2 separate regions of the Mus musculus genome follow, and region 2 is linked to region 1. Evidence: chromatin contacts called from public promoter capture Hi-C data. All regions are on one chromosome and are shown on one strand. The core of a region is the stretch at or near the end of the contact, and the rest is flanking DNA. Distances in the headings are between cores, read along the strand shown. Region 1 holds the start of Rnf26 (ring finger protein 26). Region 2 has its middle 5.9 kb from the start of Ddx6.

Evidence for each region. Promoter capture Hi-C pulls out the DNA fragments that hold promoters and counts their contacts.
Region 2: a contact with region 1 is called in a promoter capture Hi-C map of stem cell-derived epiblast-like cells, with 2.6 times the contacts expected there. The contact joins the enhancer-like site here to the promoter of Rnf26 in region 1. A contact is called at or near these places in 5 of 39 promoter capture datasets (the HPC-7 cell line, hematopoietic stem and progenitor cells, neutrophils and 2 more) and 3 of 115 datasets of contacts at active chromatin or transcription factors (cardiomyocytes, embryonic stem cells and microglia).

Annotation. Positions count from the first base shown.
Region 1 is chr9:44,111,236-44,114,702 of GRCm38.p6, forward strand. It overlaps Rnf26 (ring finger protein 26), which reads right to left and starts at 1,816. Exons shown (of 1, transcript NM_153762.3): 1 at 1-1,816. The coding sequence starts at 1,714. The coding sequence ends at 440.
Region 2 is chr9:44,597,300-44,600,766 of GRCm38.p6, forward strand. No RefSeq gene overlaps it. Among named protein-coding and RNA genes, the nearest start is that of Ddx6, 5.9 kb to the right of the region's middle. Within about 2 kb of position 1,787, at least 117 of the 459 cell types and tissues checked have an H3K27ac peak or open chromatin away from gene starts, as enhancers often do. A contact at or near this core is called in embryonic stem cells and stem cell-derived epiblast-like cells, where this site is marked.

The DNA of each region.
Region 1 (3,467 bases), core at 566-3,065:
CTAAGGCCCATGAGTTTCCAAAATCCTCAAACAACACTGATGTGGCGTGGCGTGGCGTGGCCTGGGGGAAAGGACCAAAAACTCCAACAAAAGAGCCAGAAGCAGAGAAGGACAGCCCTAGAGGCAGGCATCTGGGTGGGCCCTGGCAGGCGCAGCACAAGAGCCCACCACAGAGTCTCAGGGCCCTTGCATAGTGACATACTCACCACCCTCAGCATCTCAGGGCCCCACACAGGATTTAGAGAAAGTGTTACTCTGTCCCACCCAGACTGGAGTCTTCCAGAGTATTCCAAGCTACACGTCCTGGATATATGGCTTGAGGCTTGGCAGAGTCGCCGCCTTCGGGGGCAAAGAAGACTCAGGCCAGAACCCAGAGGCAAAGTGTTGATGCTGTCCCGGTGTGTGGAGCGCAGAGGATGAGCAGGCAGGGAGGGAGTCCTCAGAGGTAGACATTGAGGGTTTGCAGGATGCTGCGGCGGCAGAGCGGGCAGTTGCGATGGTAAACAGGGTGGCGCATGAGGATCTCAGTGCAAGCCTGGCACAGGCACAGGTGCCGGCAGGGCAGAAGCAGCACCGTTTTGCTCTGGTCCTGGCAGATAACACACTTCTTCCGCTCTTCTTGCTCCTTCAACAGCTTCCATGGGTCCTGCCCAGCGGCAGGCTCGTCCTCGTTGAGTTGCTCTCGGCCTCTAGCTGGTGCAGTTCTGATGACCTCCTCTTCTGCTTCAGGAGGAGTGTCCTGTGGCTGGATCCTGGCTGAGAACACCCTCCTGGGGCCACCTTGGGGGGCTCCTGGTGCTCCTCCCCGATTTGGCCAGCTGGCCAGTTGTAGGCTGCGGCTCCAGACTCTGCGCCAAGCCTCCAGACCTAGTGGAAGGCGAGTCAGCCGTACGATATCCTCCCAAAGCCGGTGGTAAGATGGGCGGGCATGAAGCTGACTGAGAGCTTGAGTGGCCAGCCTCAGGGTTTGTTCTGGGTGCAACACAATCAAAATCACTGCCAGCACGCAAGCCAGCAACACCAATCCAGTGAGATGGAAAACCACACAGCTGGCCAGCAGGCGGGCGGCTGAGGCCAACAGCTCCAGTGCTAGCTGGCAGGGGGTCCACAGGAGAATGGCCATAGCCACTGCACTGCTGGAGATGTGAGCGAGGAAAGCAGCCACCACGTCTGTCATCCTCCAAAGAGGCCCCGTTACAGCATCCCACAGGGCCAGCACCAGGGAGAAGAAGTTCTGAGTGCTGATGAGGCAGATGTTGACTAGACTGTTGATCACATAGGCCACCAGGCTCATGGCAATAGCACATATGTCACAGGCCTGGCGCAGCAAAGCATGGCCATTGGAGACCATGTTCAGGATGCCCCGATTCAGGAATTCCCGGCTCCTCAGAGCTCCGTGGGAGGCCAAGTGCCCCAGTAGCTTTAAGCTCTCCAAGCCAGAGTAGCAGCTATAGAGGAGCGTCCCCAAGGCCTGCAGTCCCCCGAAGGTAAATCGGACCACAGCTTCAACTAAGGCCAGCAAAGAAAGCAGGAATCCTCGACCCAAGTGCAGAAGACTGGTAAGTACCGTGTGTGGCAGATTGTAGATGAAGGCCAAAAGCCAGGCCAGGGTAGCCAGGAGGGAGGACACGAGCAGGAAGTTGAGATCCAACATCAAGGTCAGCAAGTCCAGCACCAGGCCCACCCCATTCACCACCAGGTAGACAGCCTCCATGATAGGGCTGCGAAGTTCAGGACAAAAGGAAGGCTGGCTCCTCAGGGAAGGCGGTGTCAAGGTTGCCACTATTGTGGCGAGATCGGAGTGAATTTGGAAGGGATGCGAACGTCTAACCAAGGAAGAAGCAAGGGCTACAGAAGTGGGCTTCAGGGAAGACTTTTACAGAAGGGAACGGCGTCCCGGCTTGGAAGGCGGAATGTTCGGGAGCGAAGAGGTGAAACATCTCTAAAGTGACAGCGAGCCTGGACCGGAGGAAGCACCTCAGCGTTAGGAGCCTGGAGCGGTAAACACGACAGGGCCACGGGTCAGACCGGGAGGAGACCCGCAAGGATGGGACGGAGTCGGGAAGGGCCGGGTCGGGGCCGGGTGGGGGCGGCGCAGGCTGGGCGCGGGCTCGCGGTCCAGCCACGCAAGTGCCCCTGTCCCCGCCCGGCCCCTGTCCTCCCGCTCGCGGCGAGTGGCACCCAAAGGGAGAGCGGGACGGAAAGTCAGCCTCGGCAAATCCCGAGCGCGGCCTCGACTCCACTGGGCGCCGCCATCTTGTTTGCGAAGGGACGTGGCAAGCAGGGGGCGGGACTATAGCCTGTGGCCAATCAGTGAGGGGCAATGGGCAGAAATGTCGACAAACCATTGGTGGTTTTGAATGGCGCCCAAAGACAGTTTCCAATGAGAGGGGTGGAAATGTGTTTATAAAGCGCCCCCTCCTCTTTGAAGTGGTGATAGGTCCGTTAGCATGTCGGTATAATTTTCCCTCCCTGTCCCGCTCCGCCCCTTAAAGAGCCAGAGCCACACTTTAATGAGGCTGCCTTTAAGTGTTGTGGCCCCAACTCCACCTGCTCCCGATCCTGCGTGCATTCTTGGAGCTCTGGGCTAGGCTCTGAGATAGTACCTCCTCCGCGTACGCTGGGACCCCCGCCTCATCTCATTCATTCATTCATTCATTATTTATTTATTTATTTATTTATTTATTTTTGGGTTTTCGAGACAGGGTTTCTCTGTGTAGCCCTAGCTGGCCTGGAACTCACTCTGTAGACCAGGCTGGCCTCGAACTCAGAAATCCGCCTGCCTCTGCCTCCCAAAGGCATGCACCACCATGTCCGGCTCATCATTTATTTTTTATCATTTATTAAGCACTTAACATGCCTTGGAAATACAACCCTTTTTAAGATTATCGTCTTATCTCAAGCTATTCACAAAGTGAAAAAGATTGTTAAAGGAGATCTGTTGTCATTGAGAAAAGGAGCCACAGAATGAAGGAGCTCTGCTTTCTACCTTGACCCCTATCAACATGTAGGCCATCTGTAACCCATACATCAAGAGCTCCAGTGTTTTCTACTTACCCGGAGGTCTCTCGGGTGACTATCATACTTGTTAGCCTTAATTGTCAACTTGGCACAGCCTGGAATCATGTGAGAGAAACCTCAATTTAAGGGATTGCCCAGGTGGGTTTGGTCTGTAAATTTGTCTGTGAAGGATTCTTTTGTTAATTGACAGAGGAGGACCCAGCCAACTCTGGGTAGCAACATTACCTAGGCAGAGGGGTCCTGGACTGTGTAAGAAGAAAGCTTGTGGAGAGTGACCCAGGAACTGTACCAGCTAGCTAGCTAGCCTCAGCCTCCATGGTTGGCAAAGGTAATGTGTAACTCCAGGCGCCTGCCATGACTTTCTGCCCCAGCCTCCCTCAGACATGTACTGTGACCTGAAGGTAAGATAGACAAACCTTTTCCTCCCCGCAGTTGCTCTTGGTCAA
Region 2 (3,467 bases), core at 537-3,036, 490 kb after region 1:
AGCAGACAGTGCTCATAGGTACTGACCCTCTCTCCCCTTACCCCCAGGAAATATTTTAGAGATGAAACCTAATAGACCTAAACCCAGGAGACTAAGGGAAAGGATGGAATGAGAAGTAGATTCAAGAGCTCAAGCAAACATATCAGAACACCCAGCAAATGCCAGGACGTGTGCATGCTGTGGGACACAGGAACAGTGTTAGATCGGTCCTCTTGGAGGGCAAATAGAGAGAGAGGTGCCCTGGACACTGAGAGATCCGCACAGTAATAGAAATCTGCCCCCTGGTACCACAAAGGGGAGAGCCATTAACTTCTGCTTGTACACTTGAAAGGAAGAGTTCTCAGGCAAAGAGGTAAGGCTAGACTCTATGGGAGATGGGACTAGACAAGAAGGAAGGAAACTGGGAAACAGCATTCCAACACCTTGATGTTTTCCCTTTGGGCTGAGATACCCACCTGCTTGGAGGTCACAAATGTCAAGGCTTAGAGGAATGGTGTGTTTTCTTGGCTGTGTTACTGAGAAGGCTAGACTGACTCCATGTCAGCCTTCAAATCGGCAGTTCAGGAGACTAGGCCTAAGTCCCTGTTTCCAAGAACTGGACAAGTCCAGGCCTCAGAAGCTGCCCTGCCACCTGGCTTGAGGCAAGGACAATGGGTCAGCAGCTGTTTCCAGACTTCCCCAGCAAAGTTTACACCCCCTCCCCATCCCTAGGCCCCAGCAATGGTTGTTCTGGAATGTCCCTAGAGATAGAGCCAAGATTAAGATAGAGGTCACCTACCTCCACCCCCACCCCATCACCAGAATTCCCTTAATGTGCTTTATTTAAATCGGGCTTGAGAGCTCACTTCTGGGTCTCTCCATCTTTGTAGATGGTAGACCCCAACATGCTGGACTTCTGCAGAATAAAACACTCTTTGCGGTGTCTACAAACTACTTGAGTCCGGGGCATCATTCTTCAGCAAATCGCGGACCCTTCCATTAGGAGCCACTGACGTGGTTCCATTTACACCTTGGACATCTAGCTCGATGACCTGATACAGTTAATACCCACGCGAAGGCATACATAGCTCCCAAGTCTTCATTTCCCCTGAGACACTTAGTGAGATTATTCATTGAATAGCACTCGACTTCTTCCTACGTGTACTTATTTGTGTACGTTTGGGAGCCCTGGGACGCTCGACGCTCGTGGGGATCAGAGGCCAATTTTCAAGAGTCAGTTCTGTCTTTTAACCATGTGGATCCTGAGATCAAACTCAGGTCATCGGGTCACCAGACTCAGGGACAAAGTGTCTTCACTGCGGAGGTATCTTGATAGCTAGCACCATTTAGTAATATGTACCAGCATTTACTGTATACTTGGCAGAGAATGCATAACCTTTGAGATGGTGCAAAGGTTAAATATGTAAAAACACCCCCTCAGAGGGCTCAGTCTTCTGTCAGGACGGAATCTCGTGCCTCTACTCTCCAGGGGCACTTGCATTCATCTATTTAAAGTGACTGCTGCGTAAATGGCAGAAGCACGAATGGCTGAATGAATTAAGAAAATAATTACAGCTTGTTGGTTCTAGAAACAAGATTTAATTAGAAATTTGAGAACTTCATTGCAAAAGCTAGCTTCACCTTTAGCATCAAAACAGCTTGGCGGCCACCTAGGCGGCCCTCGGTCAGAATGCCTATTGTTTGCTGCAGCGAGCGGCGCTTGCGGCGCGGCGTGCTATGAGTCAGGCCCTGTGCAGACAGAGCATGCCAAGGTGCTTTTCTCACACTCCGCCCCCAGAGGCACGGGGTCGGCCCTCATTTCACGGATGAGCAGGCAGGCTTTGCGAGGTCTTCTTGCTCCAAGATGAGTCTTCCCCTTCTTCCAGAGAACACTGCTCTGACTAAACACTGCTGCTGGATCATTCCCACCTGGGTTTTAGTTCCTGCCTAAGGTAGCAGAGCGGCTAGGGAGGCTCCTGCTTTAGGGCTGGGCAAAGGCAGTAAGCAAGGCATGGCAAATAAATGGGATATCAAGCAAGGGGGAGGAGCACAGCTTTAAGTACCTTTACCTATGTACACATTCCTGCCAGACAGCAGAGCAGGGTGGTGCACATCTGTGATCCTAACACTTAGGAGACTAAAGCAGGAAGACCACCAGAACGGACGCCACTGTCAGGGTCACTTAACAAGACTGTATCTCAAAATAGGAAAAGCCAGGGGTGTGTGTGGGTGTGCAGGAGATGACTCCACAGTTAAGAGCACTGGCTGCTCTTGCTCAGGACCCGGGTGCAGGTAATTCCCGCTCCAAAGAATCTGGTGTCCTCTTCTACCGCCAGGCATGTAAATGGTGTACGGACATACAGGCAGGCAAAGCACTCAGAGGCACATAAAAGAAATAAACCTGGTAAATAATTTTCTTAAATCATGAAAATAGTCTCAGCAGTGACTCAGAGAAGTAGGTCCAGCTTCACTGTTTTGAAGAGAGATGGGGACTTCATTTTATTCTGTCAGTAATGGAGAATCATTTTAAGTCCTCTCAAGCTGGCTGGTGATCCGACTGGAAAATTCCTGTGCCTTTCCGCGCCCAATGGGCTAGAGAGGGAGAGGCAGAGGAAGACTAGGAAGTTACTGGAATAGTCCAAACAAGACGGGGGGGGGGGGGGGGGGGGAAATCCCCCGCCTTGGGACAGTGGCAGCAATAATGGGGGGTGAGGGGTGGGGGTGGGGGTAGGGGGTGGGAGGTGAGGTAGAAAGTGATAATATAGAGGAAGAAGTGCAGGGCTTTCCTCCACCTGGCAGAGCTGTTACCAGGAGGCCATTCCCAGGGAATGAAGGAGGGAGGGAAGACTGCTTCAGTTTGTTGATTAGAATGGAGAAAAATCTGTGGGATCAAGAGGGGCTAAGTTCGGGGTCATCTTGAGGCCCCTGGGCTACAGAAGACCCTGACTCAGACAAACCAAAGAATGGAAAAGATTTTGAGCATGAATCCAAGTTGAAGGGAAGATCCAACAAAGGGAGAGTCTAAGGGGTGGAAGCGGTGAGAGACAGAGAAGCTGGCATAGTGGCGCTCAGCCTCAGGGGTGCAGAGGCAATCTTAGCGACTTTCAGGCCAGCCTGATCTACATAGCAAGTTCCAGGACAACTAGAGCTACATAGTGAGACACTGTTTATAAGTAAGTAAGTAAATAAATAAATAAATAAATAAATAAGCAAGCTACCATGCTCTGCTTCAGGCCTTGGTTTTAAAATCACAGTTCTAGCCAGGTGGTGGTGGCACATGCCTTTCATCCCAGCACTTGGGAGACAGAGGCAGGCGGATTTCTGAGTTCGAGGCCAGCCTGGTCTACAGAGTGAGTTCCAGGACAGCCAGGGCTATACAGAGAAACCCTGTCTCGAGAAAAAAAAAAAAAAATCACAGTTCTACTTCCAAGGCCTGGGCACGATTCTTGATTGTTCCTGCTCTCTGCTGCCCACTCAGAGAAGAGTGC